Linked DNA regions of Mus musculus: regions 1, 2, 3, 4 and 5 are each linked to region 6. Evidence: chromatin contacts called from public Hi-C, HiCAR-type and HiChIP or PLAC-seq data. All regions are on one chromosome and are shown on one strand. The core of a region is the stretch at or near the end of the contact, and the rest is flanking DNA. Distances in the headings are between cores, read along the strand shown.

Evidence for each region. Hi-C and Micro-C count contacts between places; a contact is called where the count stands out from the background. HiCAR-type assays count read pairs that join an accessible place to other places. HiChIP or PLAC-seq counts read pairs in DNA pulled down with a chosen protein or histone mark.
Region 1: an H3K4me3 HiChIP or PLAC-seq map of neural progenitor cells shows a contact between it and region 6, with 6 times the contacts expected there. The contact joins the enhancer-like site here to the promoter of Mex3b in region 6. A contact is called at or near these places in 14 of 39 promoter capture datasets (the 3T3-L1 cell line, 3T3-L1-derived adipocytes, the C10 cell line and 9 more), 1 of 15 datasets of contacts at CTCF or cohesin (the NIH/3T3 cell line), 3 of 484 Hi-C or Micro-C datasets (cerebellar granule neurons, embryonic stem cells and ventral hippocampal neurons), 15 of 115 datasets of contacts at active chromatin or transcription factors (craniofacial prominence, embryonic forebrain, embryonic hindbrain and 9 more) and 1 of 9 other capture datasets (embryonic stem cells).
Region 2: an H3K4me3 HiChIP or PLAC-seq map of embryonic limb bud shows a contact between it and region 6, with 4 times the contacts expected there. The contact joins the enhancer-like site here to the promoter of Mex3b in region 6. A contact is called at or near these places in 9 of 39 promoter capture datasets (the 3T3-L1 cell line, 3T3-L1-derived adipocytes, the C10 cell line and 5 more), 2 of 15 datasets of contacts at CTCF or cohesin (large pre-B cells and pro-B cells), 9 of 484 Hi-C or Micro-C datasets (B cells, CD4 T cells, CD8 T cells and 5 more), 18 of 115 datasets of contacts at active chromatin or transcription factors (the 230-238 cell line, acute myeloid leukemia, astrocytes and 14 more) and 3 of 9 other capture datasets (adipose tissue, embryonic stem cells and liver).
Region 3: a HiCAR-type map of fibro-adipogenic progenitors shows a contact between it and region 6, with 5 times the contacts expected there. The contact joins the enhancer-like site here to the promoter of Mex3b in region 6. A contact is called at or near these places in 10 of 39 promoter capture datasets (the 3T3-L1 cell line, 3T3-L1-derived adipocytes, cancer-associated fibroblasts and 7 more), 6 of 484 Hi-C or Micro-C datasets (the C2C12 cell line, adipose-derived mesenchymal stem cells, cerebellum and 2 more), 20 of 115 datasets of contacts at active chromatin or transcription factors (the 230-238 cell line, SST interneurons, T-cell acute lymphoblastic leukemia and 14 more) and 1 of 9 other capture datasets (embryonic stem cells).
Region 4: a Hi-C map of cortical neurons shows a contact between it and region 6, with 3 times the contacts expected there. The contact joins the enhancer-like site here to the promoter of Mex3b in region 6. A contact is called at or near these places in 12 of 39 promoter capture datasets (the 3T3-L1 cell line, the C10 cell line, cranial neural crest and 8 more), 1 of 15 datasets of contacts at CTCF or cohesin (large pre-B cells), 2 of 484 Hi-C or Micro-C datasets (both in cortical neurons), 16 of 115 datasets of contacts at active chromatin or transcription factors (SST interneurons, astrocytes, craniofacial prominence and 13 more) and 1 of 9 other capture datasets (embryonic stem cells).
Region 5: a contact with region 6 is called in a Hi-C map of adipose-derived mesenchymal stem cells, with 5 times the contacts expected there. The contact joins the enhancer-like site here to the promoter of Mex3b in region 6. A contact is called at or near these places in 8 of 39 promoter capture datasets (the 3T3-L1 cell line, the C10 cell line, frontonasal cranial neural crest and 4 more), 4 of 484 Hi-C or Micro-C datasets (adipose-derived mesenchymal stem cells, cortical neurons, embryonic fibroblasts and 1 more) and 16 of 115 datasets of contacts at active chromatin or transcription factors (SST interneurons, bone marrow-derived macrophages, craniofacial prominence and 12 more).

The regions. Positions count from the first base shown.
Region 1 is chr7:83,360,137-83,364,201 of GRCm38.p6, reverse strand. All of the region lies in intron 1 of Gm29976 (a long non-coding RNA gene), which reads left to right. Among named protein-coding and RNA genes, the nearest start is that of Gm29976, 21 kb to the left of the region's middle. Within about 2 kb of position 2,326, at least 16 of the 459 cell types and tissues checked have an H3K27ac peak or open chromatin away from gene starts, as enhancers often do. A contact at or near this core is called in neural progenitor cells and pro-B cells, where this site is marked.
Region 2 is chr7:83,250,796-83,254,879 of GRCm38.p6, reverse strand. No RefSeq gene overlaps it. Among named protein-coding and RNA genes, the nearest start is that of A530021J07Rik, 100 kb to the right of the region's middle. Within about 2 kb of position 1,674, at least 7 of the 459 cell types and tissues checked have an H3K27ac peak or open chromatin away from gene starts, as enhancers often do.
Region 3 is chr7:83,228,247-83,232,369 of GRCm38.p6, reverse strand. No RefSeq gene overlaps it. Among named protein-coding and RNA genes, the nearest start is that of A530021J07Rik, 82 kb to the right of the region's middle. Within about 2 kb of position 1,754, at least 16 of the 459 cell types and tissues checked have an H3K27ac peak or open chromatin away from gene starts, as enhancers often do. A contact at or near this core is called in fibro-adipogenic progenitors, neural stem cells and uterus, where this site is marked.
Region 4 is chr7:83,285,555-83,289,914 of GRCm38.p6, reverse strand. No RefSeq gene overlaps it. Among named protein-coding and RNA genes, the nearest start is that of Gm29976, 95 kb to the left of the region's middle. Within about 2 kb of position 2,509, at least 2 of the 459 cell types and tissues checked have an H3K27ac peak or open chromatin away from gene starts, as enhancers often do. A contact at or near this core is called in cortical neurons, where this site is marked.
Region 5 is chr7:83,305,108-83,309,276 of GRCm38.p6, reverse strand. No RefSeq gene overlaps it. Among named protein-coding and RNA genes, the nearest start is that of Gm29976, 76 kb to the left of the region's middle. Within about 2 kb of position 2,041, at least 15 of the 459 cell types and tissues checked have an H3K27ac peak or open chromatin away from gene starts, as enhancers often do. A contact at or near this core is called in adipose-derived mesenchymal stem cells and muscle stem cells, where this site is marked.
Region 6 is chr7:82,864,944-82,869,383 of GRCm38.p6, reverse strand. It overlaps Mex3b (mex3 RNA binding family member B), which reads right to left and starts at 2,051. Exons shown (of 2, transcript NM_175366.3): 1 at 1,457-2,051; 2 at 1-628. The coding sequence starts at 1,733. Gm36584 (a long non-coding RNA gene) reads left to right here and starts at 2,088. Exons shown (of 5, transcript XR_003946820.1): 1 at 2,088-3,842.

The DNA of each region.
Region 1 (4,065 bases), core at 1,077-3,576, 490 kb before region 6:
CTCCCAGTAGGTATAAATGACAGTTAAACTTTGCCTAGTGGTTAGGTTTTTCCCAGGGAAGGACATTTCACAGCATTCTGACAATGATAGTGCTTGCAACGACACCTTCACTAGGGCTGCTTAGTTGTGTCTACTTCTTTAAACCTAAATCTCATGTCAGGACTCCAAAGATAAACTTTGATGGATTTGACTTGTCCCTCTTTGCAGTGAGGCCCCATGGAAAACACCTCTTTCATCTGCTTTTAATTGTTGCTTCTTTAACTGTTGAGGACAGATGCTCAAGCCCAGCTTACCAGGCCAGCCAGGGCGTAGGATCTGCCCGTCACAACTGCTAACACTGTTTTTCATCTATGCTCCCTTCTGAGCATTTATTCACCCTCATGGTAAATGGTTAGACTTTAACTGGTCCCTTCATCCCTCTGTGCTACTACACACTTCATTTCTTCACCCAATCTTATTCTATCTTTATATCCCAAGAAATGTTTCAGTGGTGAGTGTCTGTCCTTTGAGAATTTAATACACACACCTCGGATTCCTCCCTTCTTCCTCCTACCACATTCCCCTCCCATCTCCCAATTTTATGTGCTCCTTTCCTCTTCAAACCCACTGAGCCTACACAGTGTTTTCTGTGTGAGTATGGATGTAGAGTCATGCTAGTGGGTCATGGGAAGGTACCTAGGGGCTGGATTCCAGAAGGAAACTGGAAAAGTGATGGCTCCAACCCCCAGCAGTTATCAGTTGCCAATAGCTCATTCATGTGGAGAGAACTTCATGAGGTTGTCCTCATGTCTGCTGAGGTTCCGGCCAGCATGATCTTGTACAGGGCTTGGTTAAGCAGTCCCAGCTGCTGTGAGTTCCTACATGCAGTGGTGCTATCATGCCTGACAAACACTTGTTTGCTGAAGATGTCTGACGACCCTAACTCTTAGGACCCATCCATGACAACTTCTGAGATGATCTCCAAGCCTAGGGAAGGGAAAGAGCAGAGAACTGTTTGTGCTCAGCATCTATCACTACTACTCTCTCTCTCTCTTTCTTCCTTCCTTTCTTTCTTTCCTTCCTTTCTTTCCTTTCTTTCCTTTCTTTCCTTCTTTCTTTCCTTTCTTTCCTTCTTTCTTCTTAAGATTTATTTATTTTATGTGTATGAGTACACTGTTGCTATCTTCAGACACACCAGGAGAGGGCATCAGATCCCATTATAGATTGTTGTGAGCCACCATGTAGTTGCTGGGAATTGAACTCAGGACCTCTGGAAGAGCAGTCAGTGCTCTTAACCGCTGAGCCATCTCTCCAGCTCCCTATTACCCCTGTCTTAATTGCACTGTGCTCTCACCTAGAGGGTTTGCGCTTTCCTCATTGCATTTGACAAGATGCCATATGTATCCATTACTTATCTTCTTACTGAGACAAAACACTTGATCAAAACATCTTAGGGAAGGAAAGATTTATTTGGGCTCATAGTTCAAAGGAATCTTGGGGGAAAGGCATAGCAGCAGGAGCTTGAGACAGCTGGTCACATAGTGTCCACAGGAAGCGCAGAGCTGGCTCGTATCCAGTGCAGGTGCCCAGCCTATGGGATGGCACTGTCCACAGTTAAGGTGAGTCTTCTCACCCTGGCTAAGCTTCTGGATGACCTCTCATGAGCATGCCTGGAGCTCTGTTTCCTGGGGGAGTCTAGATTCTGTCAAGTGAGCAATCAGTAGTATCCATCATCCCATATTACTTTGCTCAGTCTGTCACTCTCTCCAGTTCCAACCATGATCCAGTCATCTCCAGTCACAATATAAGATGACACTGTGTCCATTAGTAACATCTGTACCTAGCAGACATATACTGATGTTGCAAAAAGGTGTTTGCTTCAGCAGTGTGCAAGCCTGGTCTTGTATTTCCTACTATCTCTAATCAGCCCTTGCCTTTGTCACCTCTGGCCCTGCTCTTAGAGGTATAATCTGAGTGACCAGGTTTTTGTCAGGTGAGAAGATTGAAGAGGCACCCCAGAGAAAGTGAGGGCTTTTAATCCCTTGTGACCACTTTGCCAAGCCTGTTCAATTTGCCCAGTGATACTCTAAGTTTTCCTGAGTTCCCCTCCTCTTTCCCTTTGTCAGTATCTGAATGGTGAAGCCACAGAGGAGCAACAAGAGCAATTTCTGCATCTCAAAGACACCAGCCACCTGCCTGCTCTGGCTTACTCAAATCTAATCTAAAAATCTTTCTGTGGTCCAAACAAAGAGCAGCCTCCTGAAGCTGCCTTGCATGCATCTGGCTTGAGCACAAACAGAGGCAGGAAGACTGGGGCCTGACACAGTACCTTCCAGTTTCTAGGGACAGGAAGAAGGAAGTAGGTTTCAATTCACTGCTTTCCATCTGCTCTGTGATCTCTCAGAGGAGTGAGTTTGACAATGTCCTGTCCCTGCCCTGGAATTCTCTAGCTCTGAGCTCACACATCAGGGGACATCTGTGTCTCTTGATGTCAAGTCTTGGTGGCATTTGAATTTGGGTAGCCTTTCTTATGAGGCTCCTTATGCATTGTGTGGCCATTCAACAGGAAAGTGGTGAACTTACCCTTTAGAGTTGGGAACAATGCCATCTGCCTGTGAGAGGTAGGTATTAGTGTGTCCACTTGGTATCAAGGTATCAAGTGGGGCCACTTGTCATGTGCAGCTTCATAAGTGCTAGTTGCTGAGAGGGAGATAAGCCTGATACAATCTTTCCAGGATTCTTTTTCTTTTAAAGATCAACTTGTGCATGCACCTTACAGAAGCCTGTTTAAGCAGCTCTGGGCATGCAGAGGAAATGGACCCAGATGCATACTATTTATCTAGAAACCGAACTCTTCTTGGGCCCCCAGCACTGCTGAATCGAGAAAAGCTGACACTGTTCATGCCAGGTCACCTCTGGTTAGAGATTGAGTCTCCCAGGTAACTGCACAGTCCTTTGAAAAGTCCTTTTCTTCTCAAGAATGACCCAAGTTCTGAGGCAGAGAGAAAGGATGGAGAAGAAATTTTAACCCCAAATTAATGGGTGTTTGGTCTGAGATCTTCTATGGAGCTACTAATTTTAATCATCTCTGATCATTTGGGGGGCATTGCCATAACTGTTGTTCAGTAGACATTCTTTACTTGTGCAGATTTTAATTTCATGCCCAAATTGATCAGAAAGTTCAGGAAGTTTCCATATAACTCCTGTATGTATCCACTTGCTGCATGGTCTGCTAGCTCATTTGATGAAGCAGTGGCACTTTTGTTACACTGGATGAGCCTGCATTGACACATCATAATCACAGTCTATGTGTTTTCATAAATGTGTAATGGCATGTTCCCAACATTGTTGTATCACACATGATAGCTTCACTGCTCTGATATTCTCCGTGAGTCCCACTTGCTCATCTCTGCTCCTTCTTAAACTCTGATCTCTTCTATTTATCCATACTTTTTCCTTTTCCAGAATATGAAATGATCGGAGACATACAGCACAACGCCTTTTCAGCTCACTTCAACCACCTACTAAGACGCTTTAAGTCTCCTCCATATCTTCTCACGACTCAATGGCTCATTTCTTCCTAGTATATAGTGATGTTCCATTGTCTGGATGCACCACAGTATATGCACCAATCCTCCTCTTGGAGAGCACCTGGATTGGTTCCCAGTCTGGGAAACAATGAGCAGTGTTGCCATAAATGTCCATGTGAAAATTCTCATATGGATATGAATTTTCATCCCTTTAGGGCAAATACTAACACATGCTATTGTTAGAGAAAACTCTATGACTTTGTTTAGTTCTGTAACAGAGTGTCCAACTGACTTTGAGAGTGGCTGTTCTGTCTTGGATTCCCACCAGACAAGAATAAACCTATTCCTTTGTATCCTTACCAGCATTTGGAGTCTACGCTGATCTCATTGGCCTGTAGTGCATGTCGCTGCCGCTTTAGTTTGTGATTCCCAATGACATGTGAAATAGAACACCTTCCCAAATGGCTATTTACCATTTTAATGTCTTTTTTGATGAGTTATCTGTCATAGGTTCCACCCATTTTAATCAGATTGTTTATCTTTTATTGTTGACTTT
Region 2 (4,084 bases), core at 425-2,924, 390 kb before region 6:
TCCCAGAAGATGGCAAAAGACTGCAAGATCCAGAGGTGGTGAATAATTCCAAAGAAACGACATTTTCCGGACTCAACAAGGTAGTTGTACCTCTGAATTCACAGTGACTGGGACAGCACACACAAGACCCGTGTGCAAGCATAAGCAAGAGGAAGCCTCAGCGTGGAACATGGAGGAGGTCGGGGGCAGAAGGGACACAACATAAAATCCCACTCCGAGCTGAGGACCTGTTGACATAGGATAGCTGCCAGCAGAAGGGGAGTTTGCATTAATGGTGAGACAGACACCCAGTGGGTGGACTACAGTACAGAGAAGGCTCCACTCCCAAGAGCAGTGGGAGGAGTTGGGGGAGGAGATAAATGTAATTACATCTCAAGGAAAACATAAAAATACCACTAACACATACAATATCCACAGAGCAGCCATGAAGAATAACATGTAAACATTATGGCAAATTTTCAAACCAAAACAGTTTAATTTTTAATAAGAAAAAAGGATGAAAATTAAGGAAATGTAAAGGCAAGACAGATAAATACAATGTGAATTAAATAAAAATCACCGTCAAAGCTGAAAGTAGATTAGTTAGAAATCTAAGAAATTCGATAGAACTCTGGGGGGCGGCGTTAAAACACAAGAAAGCAGAGAGTTCAAATAGAGAATATTAAGAATAAATGGCTATGTTCAAAGTTAAGAAGAAGAAATTTATGCTAGTAAATTTGAAACCTAGATTATATATACAAAGTCCAAAAGACTAATTTACAAAAACGAAAAGTGAGAAAAAACTGAAAGGCCGGTACCTCCTATTACAGCACAAATATAAAATGGGCAGTCAGCTCAGCACAGAGAGAATCTCCACTAAGATGGTCATAAATGAGCCCCATCGTACTCAGAAAAGGCCATCCAAGCTTACACATGTGATTCTAGAATGTTGGCAGGGAGGAAATTGTCCTAATTCATTCTCTGACATCTGTGTGAGTTTAAGCATGGTAGCTCAAACCTATAGTCACAGTACTCCAAAAGCTGAGGCAGGGGATTGCAGTGGGTCCCAGCCCAGCCTGTGTGAGTGAGAGAGCCTGTCAAAACAACAAGACAAAGTAGTATATAACCAGCAAGGGGAGGCTATTGCACTAATTTAAGTGGTTTCACATTGGCAAATCTGTACAGACAAATGCAGCCTAGTAGAAAGTTGAAAGATGGCCAATGTTCTTCTTCCCCCGGAAGTACTGGGCCTCACTTATAATCAACAACACTCATGAACGCACCAGATAAAGATGGATGTTAAGGGCCTAAAGTGGGGATAGGAGGATCATCAGTTTACCTAACAGAATCTCCAAAGTGGGACAACGGGCTTCAACAAGAGGTGCAAAGCATCTTGGGTAGGCTTACTAGCAAAACCCCAGCCAGATCCTCACCTCATTATGTATCAGTACAGCCACAATTTGAGAAAGATACAAAAGGCAATCAGCCAAAGCCCAGGCCAAGTTACTAATGACACAGAGAAGAGAAAAGAACATTTTTAACAGAAAAAACAGTGAAACAATTAAAACTGTCTTCAGAAGCACCGTGAAGTATGTAGTGAGGAAAGAGCATGAAGTCTGTCTTTACAGACTTCCGGGATAGATAGGAGAGAGACCAAGAGACGATAACTAGCAACAGCTGTGGGATGTTGCTGCTGGTGAGCATGAGACAGAGGGAGCACGAGGATATTCTTACTGTGCGCAGGCATGTGGAAGCAAGGCACCATGTTCACAAGTGAAACGGCTACAAACCAGGACACGCTATACAAGGAGAAATGTGATCACCTCGGCAAATGCCAAAAATGATCCTCAGGAGTCAGCCTGAAAGAGCTGTTACTGCTCTCAGCTTACTACGAACACAGAGAATGCTCTGGACCTTGCGAGGAGAGGAACTCTGGAAAACAAAAGATAAAGCTACATGCAAATATTGTATTTAATGAAGAATGTTGGTGTGCTTGCCCAACATGAACAATGAAAAATATATTTGAAGTAAAGAATGTTAAAACACACCTATTTTTATAGAAATCAACACTGAACAATTTTACATGCATACATATGCATATATTATACATTATATAATTAAGATATTGCATTATGTTATACTAACTATATTATTATAATATATTATATATACATATATTCTATGATGTAGGATAAAATATAGATGCATTTTTGTTGACTTTACTACAGAAACCAGTATCTTCCCCAAGACTTCCAGGGAGGAGAATAACAGACATGATAGTTGCACTCACTGTCAGTGACCTCATACACTTATATTTCAGAGACAGCAGATCCTATTCCTACACGACCACATTTATCTAATTCTTCACTAGATACAAAGCCACATTTCCACAATTCCAAGTAAGATATGGAATAAATGTATAATTCTAAGCAAGTTCATATCCAGACTCTTGTATTATAACTCTGCATAGCGTCACGTGTTTAGACATCATGTCAGATGCATATGGAAACTCCATTTACATCACTTTACACTACAGTGTCACATAGATTCGTTCATGTCATCATGAAGGAGCAGAAGCTAGTATTTTACATAATACCATATGTGATGGGTAATTATGTAAGTTGTGGATGTTAACTGAAATGCATACTTTTATCAATATAGTATGTATTTATATACAGCCTGTTCTAATTACCAACATAGCAATGCTCATAAAACACTAAACACACACTCATGCGCGTATGGTGTACTAGGCTGAGACTATTTCCTGATTTGCGTTCTAAAAATCCAGATAAATCTACATAACTTGGTTTAAAGAAATCCTTACAGAATCTGGAGCAGGCTCAGTAAGCTTCTGCCCTAGTCTAAAGTCGTGAACATATTTATATACTCTTAACACAATGCAATCAACTTTCTATAATCCATTTTGCAACTATGTCACTTGTAGATGTAGTTAGATAACTCACCAAAGGGTTATGAGTCAGATCGAGAGACAGATAGGTAGAGAGAAAGGTAGGTAGATAGACAGACAGACAGATAGATAGACAGATATATGACAAATGTATTAACTGCTTTTCTGTTAATATGTTAATAAAACACAATGTCCAAAACAACTTATGAAGGAAGAGTTTTGTTGGTTGTGGTTGGTTGTTTTTGTTGTTGTTTTTGTGGGTTTTCTTTTTTTTTTAACTTGTGGTTCCAGAGTACTGAGTCCATCATGATGGAAAGTTATGCTGGCAGGAGCAGGAAGCTGAATGATGATGTGGTTTTTTTTTTGTTTTTTTTTTTGTTTGTTGTTGTTTTTTTTTTTTTAACAACCACAAAGCAAAGAAACTGGCATTTCTTAGGGTGAGGGTATATAATTTCAAAACGTGCCTACAGGGGGATATACTTACCCCAGCAAGGCTTGCACCTCTTCAACATCCCCAAATAACACCTCAACAGGGAACCATATCTGTTCAAACACCTGAGGTTATGGCAACATTTCTTACTCAAACTACCACAAGAGCTATGTCACTGTACTACCATATGCATTGATTTGTTTATTCAGTTTCATATATTACACATTACACATATATTTATGAACCGCCAGTGAAGTATTGTGCTGGCTAGCTTTATGTCTCCTTGAAACAATTGGAAGACAGAACCTCAGTTGAGAAGATGCCCTCATTAAATTGGCCTGTGGGAAAGCCTGTGGTGCGTTTTCTTGATTGGCGGCTGATGTGGGAGTGCCACTCCAGGCCTGGTGGTCCTGGGTGCTGTAAGAAAAGCAACCTAGGCAAGCCATGAGAAGCAACCCAAAAAGCAGCAACCCTCCATGCCCCCTGCATCGTCTCCTGCCTCCAGGTTCCTGCCTTCAGCTCCTACCCTTCCTTCCTTCCTTCCATGACGGATTGTTACATGGAAGTAAATTATACCCTTTCTTCTCCATGGTTTTGGTCATGGTGTTTTATTACAGCAATAGACTCCCCGAGACAAGTATAGAGATATATCTTATATAATCGAATGATGTAAACCACAGATATATTTATACTCTTACATACATAAATTCATCTAGAAAAATATCCTCAAGTATAATTTTAGAATTGGAATCAAAATCCTAATCAGG
Region 3 (4,123 bases), core at 505-3,004, 360 kb before region 6:
AAATGTCCAACAGTATGGAGAGGGAACTTATAGAGACCACCTCCAGCAAGAAGTGAGGGATGGGGTTGCCATGCCACAGTCACACCTCTGACTCATAATTGTTGCTCTTTGAATGAATTACAGGGATGGAAATGGAGATAAGCCTGAGGAAAAGAAGGTCCAGCGACAGGCCTAAAGTGGGATCCAAATCAATGGGAGGTCCCAAGGCCTGATACTATTACTGAGACTATGGAGCACTCACAAAAAAAGGATCTATCATGACTGCCCTCCAAAAGACCCAACAAGCAACTGCAAGAGTCATTTGCAGATATTTGCACCCAACCAATGTACAGAAGCAGCTGACCCCTGTTGTTGAATTAGGGAAGACTGAAAGAAGCTGAGGAGAAGGGCAACCCTGTAGGAGGACCAGAAGTCCTAATTAATCTAGACCCAGGAGATCTTATAAGCACTGGACCACCAAACAGACAGCATATACCAGCTGATATGGAGTCCCCCAACACACATACAGTAGAGGTCTGCTGGGTCTGTGTTCATTCAGAGATGATGCACCTAACCCTCAAGAGACTGGAGGCCCCAGGAAGTTTAGCGGTCAGGTGGGGTGGGGGTGGGGACATCCATATGGAGACAGTGTGGGGTGGGGAAGAAGTGTGGGACATGGAGCAGTCGGAGGGTGGACAGGGGTTCAGGGATGGAATATGGAGTTTAAAAAATGAATTAAAAATAAAATAAAAATAAAAAAAACTATGTGTAATATGTATATTTATACATTTATAAACAGAATTACATGTATCATAGTTTCTTTTAGATAAATAATTAATAGTATGATACCTTATGTTTTCTCCAGACATTTTTTATTGGTATTTTACCTCTTTCCTGCTTTCTCCTGCATTTACCCCACCCCCACCCCCACCCCAAACAACTACATTCAGGTTATAATCTCCCTCGAAGGTATGAGTTTGAATCCCATTCCTGACCAATTATTATATTCAAAAGGCAAAATTTCTCTGACTGTTCCAACCACTAAAATTAACTATTATCTAATTTTGATGTGCTACATACACATGGCTACTTCTGTCTGGGCTTGGAAAAATTCTTTTGGGAGAAGGGTGGGAAGGGGGCTGTCCCTGGACTCTTAAAAACCTTAATACTTGTCTTCACAGCCTCTTCAGTCTCTGTTTCTCTCCCCTACTCCAGCCCTGCCCTTATTCCTTTAATGCAGGAGTTGGCAAAGGGTGGCCCTGGCTCACTGCCTGGGTTTGTGCAGCCAATGAGCTAAGAATAGGTTTTACATTTTTAAATAGTTGAGAAAAAAGTTTATTTTGTGACATATGAAGATTATGTGACATTTAAATCTGTTCTCTAAATACAATTTTATTAGAACCCAGCCCTGCCAAGGCCTGTGGCTGCTTTTGCTCTACAAAGACGAGGGCAAATGGTTCTGATAGTCTAAGATCATCCATGCAGAAAAATAGGTTACAGTCCATAGTCAGTGTCTTACAGGAAATTCTGATGACCTCAGGTCTAAGTTAATGTTCATTTTTGCTTGTTCTGAGTTTCATGTGTTGGCTCTGTTCCCAAATCTTCAGCCAGGCCTGCTTCACTTATCTAGCCACAGAGTGACTTAATTTACTCTTTTCCAGCCCCCCTGAGCACTGAACTTGCAACCTGATACTCACTGCCCCACAAGCTGTGCAGCCAAAAGGCTGGTCCTATAGTCCTGCTCCTGCCCATCTCTCCTACCCATTGGCTTTTCTTGTCTTGGGGATACCCAGTGCCTGCATATTTGAAACTGCCTTTCTCTCATCCTTCGGAGACCTCACCCCCGATGGAGACCTGGCCTTTCCTTGAACAATGTGACTAGCTTACTTCCTCCCTGTTCTCTTTCATCTGGCATGCTTGCCTTCTGCCCTAAATGCCATGAGTTTTCGGGCTGTGTCATGTCATTTAACTGACGCCACATTCTGGATAGTTTACAAAGAATAAAGGTTTACCCGGCTTGCAGTACTGGAGGTTTGAAAGTGTAAGATCCATGTAGTAAATTCTTCCTTGCTGATGGAGGGCTCTGCTGAGTGCCACCTTGTTTATGGTATGAGAAGATGGAGCAGGGCATCCTAGCTCAGGTCTCCCTTCTTCTTGTTGTAAACCTGCAGCCTTCACTGTCATGCCTCACTTCACCTTGACCACAGAAGGTCCCACCTCCACCCTAGTCATTTCTACACTCCGACTCCATCACAGTTGGACTGAATTGCAATCCGAGTTTTGCTGAGGACATACAAACCACAGCGGGGTCCAACATTTTTTTCCTTCTGTAAATATTTTAACACAACGAATCAAAACAAAACTGTTTTTAGTTGGTGCAGGGTTTTTTTTTTTTTCTCGTATGATAAAGTATTTGGAGACTTGTGTCACTGTAGGTCTATTAAAGCCACATGGTTTAAACACACCCATGACTAACCCTGTCAACATTCCTCCTGCTCTTCAAATTTGTTTTTTGTAAACAACTTTTAATTCTCCATGGAAATGGAGGAGCAGAGGGGTGCAGAAGACTATGAATCACAGCTATTTACTAATAATACTTCCTGTAAATCCTCACCCAACCCTAGACTCCACCCAATCCTAGACTTGACTTATTAAGTTGCTTCATTTTTCTCCCCATCTCTGTATGGAAAGAGACAACAGCCAGCCAAGAGGGAGTGATGTAGAATGAAGGAGGAGAGAGCTCACACCTGCAGTGAATAATTGACTTTGCAGTATTTGGGGGAATAGTTAGATGAGGAAGTACACTCGCTAGAAGGTCTGCTGGATTGCAAGGCTTTCTGTTACTTCTGCAGTCAGAAATAATAAACCTCTAGGAAGTAATGCTAATTATCATGATTTGATCATTATATATTGTACAAATGCATCAAATTATCACCTTTTGCCTCATAAATATGTACAATTATTGTGTCATTTTTTTATCAAATGAAGAAAGCATTTAAGAAGCAAGAAACAAGTTCACGTACATAGAGATAATTGTGAAAAGGTTGTGTTTAAGTTATACAACCACACAATCAGTACAGTGACTGGGGTCATGAATGCTTACCTACGTTACACCAGCAAGTAAGGAAATATGGAGATCTCTGCCTTAGGAATGATATTCCTCAGCATTGGCCAGTGTGCTCTGCCCGCACCAGAAAACAAGCAGAAAACAAAACCACCAGTGTCAAGGATACAGCACTGGCAACAGAGGACAATGGTCACCTTCTCCCCTGCACAACACTGACATCCTACTCGGTGGGGTTGTTGCTCTCAGAATTCTAAGTGGACTTCCTTGGTTTGAAAGTAAATTGTCCCCCACAGGCTCATGTGTTTGAATGCCTTGTCTCCAGCAGATGGCACAGTTTGAAACCTGAGAGTTTGTAAAGCTTAGATAAAAGGAATAGGGGGGCTGTTTTTTGAAGGTCTTCTTTATCCTGCCTAGATGTTACCAGCACCCCCACTTCCTGACACTTACCTTTCCTGCCATCATTTACTGGAATCCATGAAACTGTGAGCCAATATAAACCCCCTTTGCATATGATTCCCAACATAAACTCCAGATATCTGCTTCCACCAGGTATTTGTCCTAGTCACAAGAAAACTAATATATTCATCACTCCAACTCATACTTGACAACATTGACCTTGTGTGGGTTTCCTCTTCTCGGAGAGAAAACAGTTAAATCACAAGAGACAATGCTCTAGTGTCTCTGGCATCCCCGTGGCTTTTATCCCCAGGACTGAATCCCACCATTCCACTAAGTATAAAGAGCTTCACTGTGTTTGTCCAATGGCTCTGCACATACAGATGACAGTTTTCATCTCTGAAAGAACCAACTTTGTCCCAAAAGTAGGGAAAGTGGGAGGATACTCTTGAGTAATTAATAAATAAGCAAAACTGCCTATGTCTAGTCTGGATTCTGTAGTCAACTAAGCTGGCATAACTAGTCCTGTATAGACAATCAGTTTCTCGGGCATCATCTCTTCACAATCCATCAACTTTAAGATGTAACGTTTACACTTTCAGCTTGTTACTTCCTAGTTCAAAAAGAGATGCTTCAACTTCAGCATCAATAACTGTGTTGCAGGCAGGAAAATGAAAGGGA
Region 4 (4,360 bases), core at 1,260-3,759, 420 kb before region 6:
ACAGTGAATGCATTATTTTTCCTTGCTTGGAAACAAGTTTTTCTTTCCTATTTGAAACAGCCTCGCATCTTTGAGGTCTCATAATTCAGTGTTTCTACTCAATTCCTAAACTGCGTAGAGGAGATTGTTAAAGGTCCCTACAAGAAGAAGGGAATTCAGCATTTTGTGGACAGAGTGACTGATTATGACTTATGCATGATTATTAAAGGTAGAAAAAGAAAAATGTTGACTAAGGGTGGACTTTGAGCCATTCACGTGAACAAGTTTACCTGGCTCTCCTGAGCCCAGATCTGCTACTCTCTGATTTTGTTTTTAATCACATTTTTGGTGTAATAACATTGCCAGCATTGTAATAATTAAGTTGAAGTACCGAACACTAAAGGCACCATTGAGCAGGGGGAGGCAAAGTCTTAGCATTTAAACCAGGATATCGTCCTCTTCCTGGTTGAAGGGTAGGTGGCACTGAGGTCACCCAGCCAGTGCAACTAAGCAATCCTTGGCACTTAACTTCTGTTTTAATTCCAAAGGAAGACATTAAAACATTCTCACTTTACACTTACACTACTCAAAGCCTGAATTTATAGAATTTGAATCCATTTTTCTGCCTATCTATCGATCTGCCATCTACCTATCATCTATGTACCTATCACTTACAAGATTGATTCTTTACAGAAATTTTGTACCACAGTTCTTATTTTGTGAATCATTTTTCTCACTGAACATTGCTTTGTAGTCCTTTCCTCGTTGATATGTACAGTGTTCTGTCTATTCATGATCACTATAGCATGCACAGCCCATGGTGTTTATTTTGGCTTGTACTTTTTTAGCTTTTCCACTCCTGACATTACATTGGTGAACATACTAGTACATTCATAGTGAGCTCATAAGAGTGAGGTGGATAAAGACACATGTGATTGCTCTGTCATTTTTCATTATTACAGACTCGAGGTTGCACTAGACCACAGCTGTGATTAGGACACTGATTTACTTATATTATCAGTATTAGATATGATAAACCTTTTAAAATTCATGATTGAAAAATAACATCACTTTATTCTAGCCTATATCCTCTTGTTTTTGAGGATTTTGACTATCCTTTCATGTGATTATAAATCAGTTTTGTGTGTGTGTGTGTGTGTGTGTGTGTGTTTGAGATGAGGTCTCAGGTAGTCCAGACTGCCCTCCAACTCCCTAGTAGCTAACAATGACCTTGAACTTCTGGTCATCCTACCTCTATCTCAGATTATAGGCAGTACTACCATGCCCATCTTTGTATTGTCTTTTCTGAAAAGATTACTTACTGTCAGTGAGTTTTGTCCTTACATCCATTACAATTATTTGATTCAGTATGATCTAAGTGTCTTTGTTTCTTCTGAACATTAATTCGGCTTTCCTGAAGTGTACCTTTATGCAATTCATTCAGTAATAAACATTTGCACTATTTGTTATCTGCATTGTATATGTGGGGGTATATTTTCAGCATTGACATCTTTGGGTACAGGGGCTTTCTATTCCTCCTAGGACCAAGTAGGCAGCACAAATGTGCCCTGGGATCAGTGGGAATTGGTTTCAGATATCCTCTGCAGATAAACGAATGTGTGCATGTCCAAATCCTTTATATAAATTGGCACAAGTATTTGCATATAACATGTCCATCATCTCTGGGTTACTTATAATAGCCAATACAATATGCATACTGCATAAGTAGATGCTACACTATATTGGATAGGGTGTAATGAGTATTTTCCCCCTTCAATTAGTTGATTCTGTCAGTGTGGAACCTACATATGCAGAGAACCAGTGATATGTGGTCTTGCTTGTCAGGTAGATGTCTGCATCCTGTTGTGCGTGGTTTGGTCTAACATGGTAAAACAGAGAGGAGTCTGCCCCTCTGTGGCTTCCCCTTTGCTCTTTTATCTGCAGCCTGGATGGCAGCACTCTAGAGCTGCCCAAGTCTTTTTCCAACAATTGCCTCTCTATATACATTTCACTCATAGTTTCCATTTTCAATTTGGTCCCTGTTCTTTCACCCTCTCCATATAGACTCTTCACCAAGGAAAGCTGAATTTGTTTTCTATTGTACACAAGAGTGATTTACCTGTTTGCATGCATTTTCTCCTTTATTGTCAGGCCTACTGAATGTTCCACATGTATCTATTCTGACAGCCATCTTAAATTGAAATTCCTTCATGGTTTAAAAATGCCTAGGAAAGGCCAAGCAAACACACAAATCTTTAACTTTTACATTATCCTTTGAAGTAAAGCTATTTATCTAAAATATATATTTACCCAACCACAGCTATGCTCCTGGCCCTGGGCTTGATGCTACAGCTGGAGGAGGGACTCAGCCCAGCTCTTGCTCTAGAAAAGTGCGGAGCCTAAGTGAGAACGAGCGGAAAACACGCATCAAGTAAGTATGCTTAAAATACATCACATCAGGACTGTTACCCCAGGAAAGGTTCTGCCAAAAACTCTTGTCTAATTAGTCATTTTAATCAGGTCTCTTCCAGGATAATAACTGGAGCTACACTTCATAATGAGCAAATTCATATTCATCATTCTATTTATGCTGCAAAACAACCTGGAGGTGAGAGCTATTTTTACCTCACTTTACATATGAGAACTATTTTCATGCTCTAAGCATAGTTTTATCTCTCCCCTAGGACAGCAAGCTACCAGCAACATGCAGTAGACTGGAGCTTTATAGTAGCCATCCTGTAGGGAGACCTGAAGGTTCCAAGTGACTCTAGGCTTGACTCTCCTCCCCAACTTCTGAGCGGTCTAGGCCCGCGTTTTTCTGACTGTGTTGTTCCTATCCTGCATATTTCATTACTGAATGCTGTGGGTCAGGGGTCCTGTTTTGATCCCCACCCTCCATTTTCTGAAACACATAAATATTCAGATGTGAACATGCCAGGAGTTCAGCTCCTTGGCTGGCTGCAGTGTCTAACTTTACAGGTCGGCAAACCATAGTTGGTTTTATACGGCCATAAGCACGAAGAATAAGTTTGACATCTTTAAAGTGTGTTATAAACAAACATAAAACCCCAAAGGAATATAAAAGGTAGAGACAATAACTAAGTCTCAGGACCTGAAGTGTTTACTATCTGGTTTACATAGTAAACACTCAGCTCCCTGCCCTAACCACCTCTCCTGCACAGACCACGGAAGGAGGGTGCAATCCAGTGATCTGTTGAGAATGCATCCTTATGAAGATGTTTGCCTGAAAGACTGGCCAGAAGTGATGAAAGTTTTGTTTAAAAATCTGGGGAGGAGATGAAATTTTAGTTTATCTTTCTGTGTTCCTTCGTGTCCTTGTCCAGTGTCCCTTATGTCTCAGGCACAAACATCTTTTTATTAGGGTTTGCTTGGGACAAAATGAAGACTTAGACCTGCTAGATTTCCAGATATCAGGTCCTAGAATTATCTGGAATTTTTTAATAAATGGAGGGAAGAATGAAGGTTTACCCTTCATAAAGGTTATGACAGAGTTTGTGTCGTGAGAGTAATGTTGTGACAGAAAGAGCTAGCATCTTGATGAGTTAGGCATGTTATGTGGTTATGAGAATGGCCATAACTTTCTGAACTGATCTCTTATATAGTGATTATGGTGTGGAGAGGAGAAATTTTCAAGTCATCCTCTTGAAGGCCCCCTTACTTTCCTTTTTCCTGGTGTGGGTCACATCTCCTGAGGTGCATGCATTGAGGCCTATGGAAGGGCCAGAATGCTTGAGTGTCTCCAGATATGCTAACTTTGCATATGTGGGCTTATATAAGAGTGGTATGATTTTGGACAGATTTTTAAATGTGTTCTTCTATCTACACAAACAGCCTCCATAGATGACTAGGGATCAGGAGTTGAAACTTAAGTAATAAGAAAGTCGAATGATTCAGTTTCCTGTAATGAGTATTTTTGTTGTTTCCCTCAGCTTGTTCTTAAAATCTGCCCCAGGTTTGGGGGGATTCAAATGCCTCTGGGCCATCACAATGCCCAAAGGCACCAAACTTCTCATGAATGGTCTTGGAAAGTTGCAATCCTTCCCTGACATTCCCATAACAAGACAGCAACGCCCATGGGTAGGTAAAGTGATAAACCACTCTAGAGAGACTTCCAGGGAACAGTGTCTGCTTCATTACCTGTGAGCAGCCACTTACATAGTGGAAACCCATCGACTGTGATGTTCGTTACCCTGAGTTGGAGAGAGAGCACTCATACCACCAGTACAGAAGAAGAAGCACATTAGAGAAGACACGGAGTGAATGGATGAGCAGAGACTCATCTATAGGTCAGCTACCAGCTATCCATGCTACTTCGGAACTCTGTGTTCTGACTTCAGGAGCATGTTGTCCCATGCTTCTT
Region 5 (4,169 bases), core at 792-3,291, 440 kb before region 6:
TGGGAGAACCCGGAGGCACAACCTTGCTAATGGTCCCAGCCATGCTTCTGCTGGACACACAGCACTCGGGAGACAGAGGCAGGTGGAATTCTGAGTTCGAGGCCAGCCTGGTCTACAAAGTGAGTTCCAGGATAGCCAGAGCTATACAGAGAAACCCTGTCTTGAAAAAACAAACAAACAAACAAACAAAACAACAACAACAACAACAAAGAATCAGAAAGTCAACGAGTGCAGGATTGTCTGCTGGCTTAATTTCTTGCTGATGTCAGATGGTCTTCTAACATGTTCAGTCTTAGGATGGCAGGGACCAGGACACACATTTGGAACAAAGTACTGAATTCGAGAGAGGAAAATAGGCTAAAGTCCAGCAAGCTCAGTGAACCCTGTCCCACCTAGCTAGTCTGCTTTAACTTCAGCTTTACCTTCAGAGATTTCTGGTTGCACTGCCAATGTGCTGTGTAGGGCTTTGGCCTTATGACCTAGCAGAATCCCAACTGGTAGTAGGTGGCTCAGAAAGGCATTTGTTTGAGCAAAGGTACAACCATGTGTGGGTCAGGAAGGAGTGGGATTGTGGGTAGGAACAATTCTACATCCTTCAACAAGTTTAACAGAAAGGGCAAGGAATTACGTTTCAAGTTCATTCACTCTGCAGGCAGCACAATGCCTTTGCCCAGGGCAACTGTGCTGGAAACACCTTTCTAAGGTAAACAGAACAATCCTTATGCCAAGGATTGACCAGCACAAGTGTCTGCTACAACATTACTTTCAAGGGATATGATATGAACATATCTTCATAGGTGACTATTACACTTCTATCATACAAACATTTACTACTTGAAAATAATATTTAGGAAAGAGTGATAAGCCATACAGAGTCGCACCTTCCTCTGCATTGGAGCAAGCACTGCACTGCCGTGCCCTTCACTGTCATGCATGCTACTTTTAGTAAGGTCACTGTTAAAGGGACTTCCACTCTCTTACATTCTCTTCCTCTAACTACTTTGTCTGCTCCTTTTAAATTATCATTATCAACTCTTGGGTTTTTTTTTATTTATTTATATTCTTTTATCTTTTGGTTTTTCAAGACAGGATTTCTCTGTGAAGCTCTGACTATCCTGGAGCTCACTCTGTAGACCAGGCTGGCCTTAAACTCACAAAATTTTATTATTATTATTATTATTAATTATTATTATTTGGTTTTAACTCTTGACTTTTATCTCATCCTTATGAAGTGACTAATGTTATTATGGTGTTGTTAAATGGCACCAGGTGTGGCCAAGGGGATCCCCTCTTGTCTGGCTACAAGAAGGTCTTTTGAATAATTGCTGATTCTAACACGGCAAGATGCTTCAGCTTCCTCCTCTACTTTTCTGGGCCCAGCTCTCTATGAACTATATCCCCAAGGAACCCTTCCTCTTCTCCACCTTTCCATGTATTTTTCTTCCACTTACCTTCCTGATTCCTCCTCCCCAAGCCCAGGACTCCTGACTTGGACTTAAAGAAGATCCAGACATTGCTTAGCACTTTAGAGACCTAAGGTGCAGATTACCCTGGAAAAGCCTGTATTGGAGAAGACATTCTAAGTGTAGCAATAATGCAGACTTTCCTTCAACACCAAGAGCAGGCAGTTTGAGCAAAATGCAGCTCCTTACCAACCTGTCCTCTTTCTAAGCTGGACTCTTTGAACTCTGGAGAGTGAGAGATTTCTAATCAAGCTGAAGAACCATTTGCAAACCACCATGAACCTGTGGGACAAAACAGTGCCAGCAGGACACAGAAAGCCCCTTCCCAGGAGCACCAGGCAGTGTCAAAGAAGGACTCTAAATGCATGCTGTGTCATCATGAACTCTGTGGAACTTTTAGACATGAAACATCATTACTGTGGTTGCAAGAGAGTATGACTGGTAGACACACTCATTGGAAAGGATCACTGTTCTGTAAGTGTGTTGGCTTGGAGCCAGGGATGGACCACGGATTCAGAGGCCAGAGCAACAGCAGAGGGTTGGAAGGAAAGCTTGCTGGATATACCTGTGACTCACTTTCCAGGAATGTCCCATACTCCTAGGAAGATCAGGGCACAGGATTTACTCTTGTCTGAGCAAGAGGAGTCAAGCACTGGTGAAGGCTTGTTTATTGCCCTTAGTATCACATCAGCAACAGAAACAGGGAGTGTTTGCATAACTAGGAACTAGGGGATGAATGAAAGGAGCTTCCACTTTATTCTAAATCTCCCACCTCACTCTGTCAGGAAAAATATCCTCAGGAAATTTTTCTTCTAGAAAAGTGCCTCTTGACTAAGAGGAATTATCATGGAGCAGGGAACATTTGACAGTCTCTGGGGAGATTTTGCTCGTCATAAATGGTAACAAGGATGTCATCATTGTACCCAACACAGGCCCCTGCAATTACTCATGTCAACGTGTTTATCTATTCTGCCAAGCTGAAGAAATGTGATTTTAAATGCATGGCTCCCATTGATTTAGAAAATTGGTCATAAAAGCATGAAGACCTTTTTGTTTACAGTATACATGGAAAACTCTTTGCCATTTATTTTTGTGATTATCTCTCATACCTATGGAACTGGTGTTATATATTTGAATGTGTCAATGTTTAGACTATGTCAGAATTCAGTATTTCTGCTATAGAAACTTCAGTTCTTACTATTCTAGACTTGTATAAATAGTCACTTCTCCCTGACCACCTTATCTTTTTGACTGACAGGAGTTTATTGTATGATAGGAGGGGTAGAAGGTTTCAATTTACTATTTTTTTTAAAGGATGGTGGTTGTCCAACATACACTGAAACTCTTTGTCCTATTCCCAATTTTCACTTGCTAAAATGGTAAAATTATCATATCTCGATTTAAACCTCAACATAAAATTACGTTGGAACTCTTATTTGCTCTATTGTCCTGTATATCCTAGCTACAGTTTTTTTTTCTGTACCATGTATAGAGAAAATAGATGAAAGATTTAAAAATAAAAGGAAATTTTTGATTATAAAATTACTTTCATGTTAATTTAGGAGAATAAGTGAATTATAAAAATGGTGACTCTTGTCATCCAACAAATATTTACTTTTTAAAAAATTTTCATGTGTGTGTGCATGTGTGAATGTGTGTGATGTGCAAGGAAGGAAGGTGAGAGGGGGAGAGGAAAGGAAGAGAGAGAGAGAGAGAGGGAGAGAGAGAGAGAATTGCAGATGAGTGTGATTGACAGGAATTGATGGTTTTGGAGCTGGTGTTACAGATGGCTGTGGACCAATCAAAGTGGGTGTTGGGAACCAAACTCAGGTCTTCTCCCAGAGTAACAAATGCTCTTAACTGTTGAGCCATCTCTCCAGGCCATATTTTAATTTTTCAAACCCATTTTACATGTTGCCTTTAAATTTGTTGCTGTATTAGTTAGGGTTGCTATTGCTGTTATAAAACACTATGACCACAAGCAACTTGGGGAGGAAAGGTTTTATTTTGCTCATAGTTCATCATCAAAAGCAGTGAGGGAAGACACACAGGCAGGGCAGGAATGGATGCAGAAGCCATGGAGGGATGCTGCTTACTGGCTCCTTCCACTTGCGTGCTCATCCTGCTTTCTTATAGAATCCAAGACCACCATACCAGGGATGGAAACACCCACAATGGGTGGGCCCCTTCCCTGTCACTCATTGATTAGAAAAATGTCCTAACTAATTAAGAAAAAGCTAACATACAGCAAGATTGTATGATGTTGTAGTTGTAGTTGTTGTTGTTGTTAAGTTGAGGTTTCCTCCTTTCAGATGACTTTAGATTATATCAGGTTGACATAATTTAGTACAATTGGCCCCTTTCCAACTTGGCAAACACATCACTGTTAAGCTACAACCTCTCATTCATCCCTAAGATCTCATGTTAAAAACAGTTCTTACAAATTCAAACACATTAAAACTTCAGTCTCTTTAAAATATCCAGTCTCTTTAAAAATCCAAAATCTCTTTTAATTCAAATCAAAAGTCTTTCAGCTGTGGGATCCTGTAAAAATAAGAAATAAATTAAACACCTTCTTCAAGTCAGAAGAATCAGGGCACAGTCACAATCTGAACAAAGCAAAACCAAACCCCAAGAGTGTAAATAAATCAATATCCAATTGTCTGGGATTTACACATGATTTTCTGGGCTCCTCCAAAGAGGGGG
Region 6 (4,440 bases), core at 802-3,301:
GCGCTGCCAAGCGAGCTGGAGCTGTCGTTGCGATAGCTGGAGAAGGGCTTGCGGCCAGGTGTAGGAGTGATGCTTGGGGTGGGCTTGCTCCAGAGGCTGCCCGGCCCGGACCCGCCGGACCCGTGATGCAGATCAAAGCCCACGTCTGTGCCATTGGCATGGAAGTCGTTCTCGTCTGTCAGCTCGATGATGCCACCGGTGCGCAGCGCGATGTGAGCTTCGATCTCCTCTCTAGCGCGATCCACGTTCTCTGGCATGCCAGTCACCTCGAAAACTGGCTCCTTGTCTCGGCTGGGTGTCACAATATATGTATGTGTCTGCTGTTGAATGCGCTTGATCGTGGCGCCCTTTGGACCCACCACGAGCCCTACCACGCGGTATGGCACCCTCACTTGGATAGTGGTCTGTCCCGGCAGGTTGGGCGGTCCGGGCACAGCTCCGTTGAGAGCCGTGTTCTTGTTACGAGAGGCTCGGATCATGGAGAAGTGCTCTGCGGCAGAGATGATCTCCCTCCGAGCCATAGCCACATCCTCCTTCCTGCCCGTCACAACAAAGACAGGCTCCTCCCCGCGAACTGGGGTCTTGATGTAAGTGTTGGTCTTCGCCCTCAAAGCTTTGATTTTACAACCTGGAAGCCAGGGTTCAAGGGAGGGAGTAGGAGAAATAGAGAAAGAGACACGCCCATTATCCCAGGATAACCGCGGAGACCCGGGACAGCCCGCGCCCAAGGCAGCTGGGCAGCAGAACACGCGACCAGAGAAAGGGGGCGTCTCCCTCGCTGACCCCGAACCGCGCTAGGAGCTGGACCGCCGGTTCTGTCCTCGAAACGCTCGAGGAATAAATAGCCCATTGGCTGCCTGGCCCTCCCCCGGTAACTGCAGTCGTCCCAAGCAAAGCGCAGAACCCCAGAAAAGTCATCTAGGGGGATGCTGCTGGTATCCAACTGAGCACACTGATTGCCTTGAAGACCAGGGGCTCCCGGGAAGCCGCGATCCCTAGACTCTGGAGGACTAGGGGTGGGGTTAAGAGAATGGCAGTCCTGGGACCCATTGTTCCTTCCCTGGACTCTATTCCATTCCGCTTTGCAGAAATCCCGAATCCTCATCCCTTCGGACGACCCCCCCCCATACTGCCCCCTCCCAAAGGACCACCAGAGGTCCCCTCCCCCAGTATATTATATTTTAAACATCTTTCCTAGAGTGGACTAAGTCTGGAGCACTAGAGGAAAAGGCAGTGATTTTAGCAGGAGAAAGTGCATCCCGCCGCGGCACTGGCGCCGCTGTGGAAGACAGCCTGCCTGCACTTTCTTTGTCTAGTGCGCCGGCCCATCGCGCGGCTCTTCCTCCCTCCCCAAGGCTCCCCCGCGCCACAGCTCCCGTTCCTGCACCCGCCCTCACAGTGAGGCGGTGGCGGAGATCCTACACACCCCTCCGGTCCCCATCCCTGCCGGACCCACCTTGCCTCCCTACGATCTCCGCGACGTGTTCGGAACTGGGTACCGGCACGCACTCGGTCATGTTCACGCTCTTCTTGCGCGGTTCGCTGTCGTACAAAGAGGCGCCCTCATCACTGTCCAGTCCCAACAGGGAGAGCTGATCGAGCGCAAGCTGCAGGGCTCTTTGGTCATCCAGAGTCTCTCCCCCGCCGCTGCCACCGCCGCCTCCCCCGCCGCCGCCTCCCCCGCCGCCGCCGCTGCCGTTGCGCTCCAGGTCTGCAAACAGCGAGCTGGGCATCGCTCCGCCGTGCGCGCCGCGCCCCAGCCGGCTCTCTGCTCGGCAGCTAGAAGGTGCAGCCACAAAGGCAGCCGGGAAGCCGGCAGTCAGGGGCGGGGAGGCCGGTCGGCTGCGGAGGGCTCCGTGGCTCGTTTTTCGGCGCTCGGAGGAGTGGGTCTCTGCGTGCAATCCGCACCGGGCAGTGGCTGCAAGAGCCCCCGCCTGGGTCCCCACCCCAGATCTGCTGGCGGTTGGGGTGGGGGCAGAGCTCGAGCGGCGGCCGCGCGTGCCCCCCGAGTGCCCGGCTGGCTGGCCACAATGCCGAGCGCAAAGCGAACAGGCGAGCGACAGCAGCGTTTCTTTAAGGAGCCCCTCCCCGGCTCCTCCACTCCCTCCCTCCCTCCCTCCCGCCCGCCCTCACTCAGCGCTTTTTCCTCCTCTCCTACCCGCCTCTTGACTGAGCCTCTGCAGCCAGACGGCTCCGGAGGGGGACGAGGGAGGCGCAACGTCACCGGCGGGAGCTGACACTACAATGCTACTGACACTATCGCTGGGGGAGGCGATTGGCGCGCGCCAGGCCGGGGGCGGGCGGAGGCCGGGGCTGAGAGAGCGGAGCCAGCGCCACCCCCATCGAGCTCGCCGCAGCCCGCCCCGGCCTCCTCCCGGCCGCGCCCCTCCCCCGCCGCCGCCGCGAACGCCTCTCTTTGTTGTCTAATGCGGGACCGGCTGGCTCGGGACATTTATATGTACCTATCAGCCGAGGACAACCACTGTCCTCAAGTCTCTTTCCTCTCCAGGTTGAGAAGAAAAGGCGCCCAACTGTGATGCCAGCCGCCAAGCTCCAAAGAGCGGTCCTTCTAAAGTCCCGTTACTGCCCCCAAATAAAGCATCCCTGGAGCCGACGCGACCACTAGGTGGACGGTATACTGTACAAGGTATCTGTACCACAGGGCGGCCCAACCCTGGGACGCGGAACCAAAGGCTCGAGATCCTGGGCCCCATTGGTATTGTGACTGCTGGGCGCGAGCTGCCCACCTGCGCGGGAGCGCACGCCACACAAAAGACACGCCCGCCCACACTGCCACTCGCGCGCGCGCTCACATTTCCGTCCCCTTGGGTAGCACTTTGCCCAAGTGGCCCTGAAAGAACGAATGCCAAAACCAGAAACCGGTTGCAGAAAGGGCCCGACCCGCACCGCTGCAGGTGACCTCTAGGGTCCCGCACATGCCTGGCGCGCGGACTGAGACCCCGCGGGCTCCCACACGCGCACGAGCGCCGCGCGCCCACTGCCGGGACGCCAGCCCTACACTGCCCGGGAACAGTGAGGGCGTGCGCGCCCGCCGCTCCCAGGCCCGCCCCTCCCTGCGGTCAGGCATGCGCAGTGCCTGAGAGGAGCCCAGAGCGCGCCGGCCCCGCCCTCCGCCCAGCCCGGCCCCGCCGGGAGGTGTGTGGTCGGGCCTGGCGCTCTTTGTGCGCTTCTCGGGTTGGGGGAGGCGGCGGAGGAAGGGTGCGACAGGACTAGCGGGCGGCCAAGGCGAACTGCGCCCCCTCCTGGCTTCTCCACCGATAGCCTCCGAGCGCAAGCGAAAAGAAAGGAGGTTTTGAGGGGCGGGCCGGGGCGGGGTTCGGGCCTCGGCGCATCTCCCTCCTGCGAGAGGAGGACGCCCCTTCCCTGCTCAAAGCGCATCCGCTTCTCCGTCCTTTGTTCCCGGAGCCCGCCTGTTTATCCGCGCCCCTGCGCCCTGCAGGCTAGTAGTCCAGGCTTTCCCTAATCCTGTTAAGGTCTGCCGGGAGAGACGCCTCCTGGTGATTCCGAGGCGACTTGTGTACACCGCAGACTGGTTTACTGGAGAACCCCTTCCCCGCTGGGGGCGACCCTGGGGACCTGGGGCAGATCTGAGGGACCCAGAAAAAAGGGATCACCCCGCACCTCGGCTTTTATCCACAATACCTCCCCTGCCCAATGCCTGGGTGGTTAAAAGTGACAATGGTTGGCAGTGCACTTGGGAGCGGACTGTTCTGCCAGCGCCTGCACTTCCAAGCGTGCGAAGGTGATCCCAAGCTCCAAACTCACCTGGAGCTGTCTCGGGGCAGAGGTGCTGATTATTTCCCTAGGGAAATGAGGCTGAGGTGCGGCTTTACTGTGGCTATTTCCTCAGGATGTTTACGTCAGCTTCCCCAAGCTGGCTGTGTTTTTCTTCAAAGAATCAGTTCTATAAGGGGCGGGAGTGGACGGGGTGGGGGTGGGGGTAAGAAAATGGTGGTGCAGAGAGAGTTCGCTGACCAGTAGAGAATTCCTGCTTATGAACTCGGAGTCAAATTGGTTTGTGAATGAGGAAGGAGTGCACTTGAGGACCCTAAACTAGGTACTGGAGCAAAAGCGCCCTGCCTAGAAAGAGTAATGAAAGAGCATTCATGACGGCAAGAAGCAAAAGAGAGCCTGGCCGCGAGGCCCCTGCCTGTCATCTGAGAGGGTGAGGGAGGGCAGGGATTTCAACCAATTCCAGGACAGCCTGGGCTATATAGTGAGTTTTGGACCAGTCTGGGTTACAACGTGATATCCTGATTTTTAAACGTTAACAAAAGAGGCAGTTCTGAAAAGCCCGTTTTCACCTTGCAAGCACAACATGTTAGCTTCCTTTTGGGGTCCACTGCTGTTCCTTTAAAACGAACACGAAACTGATTGTGTACGTGTAACTGGGATGGAGGGTCCCTCAGGAAACTTGCT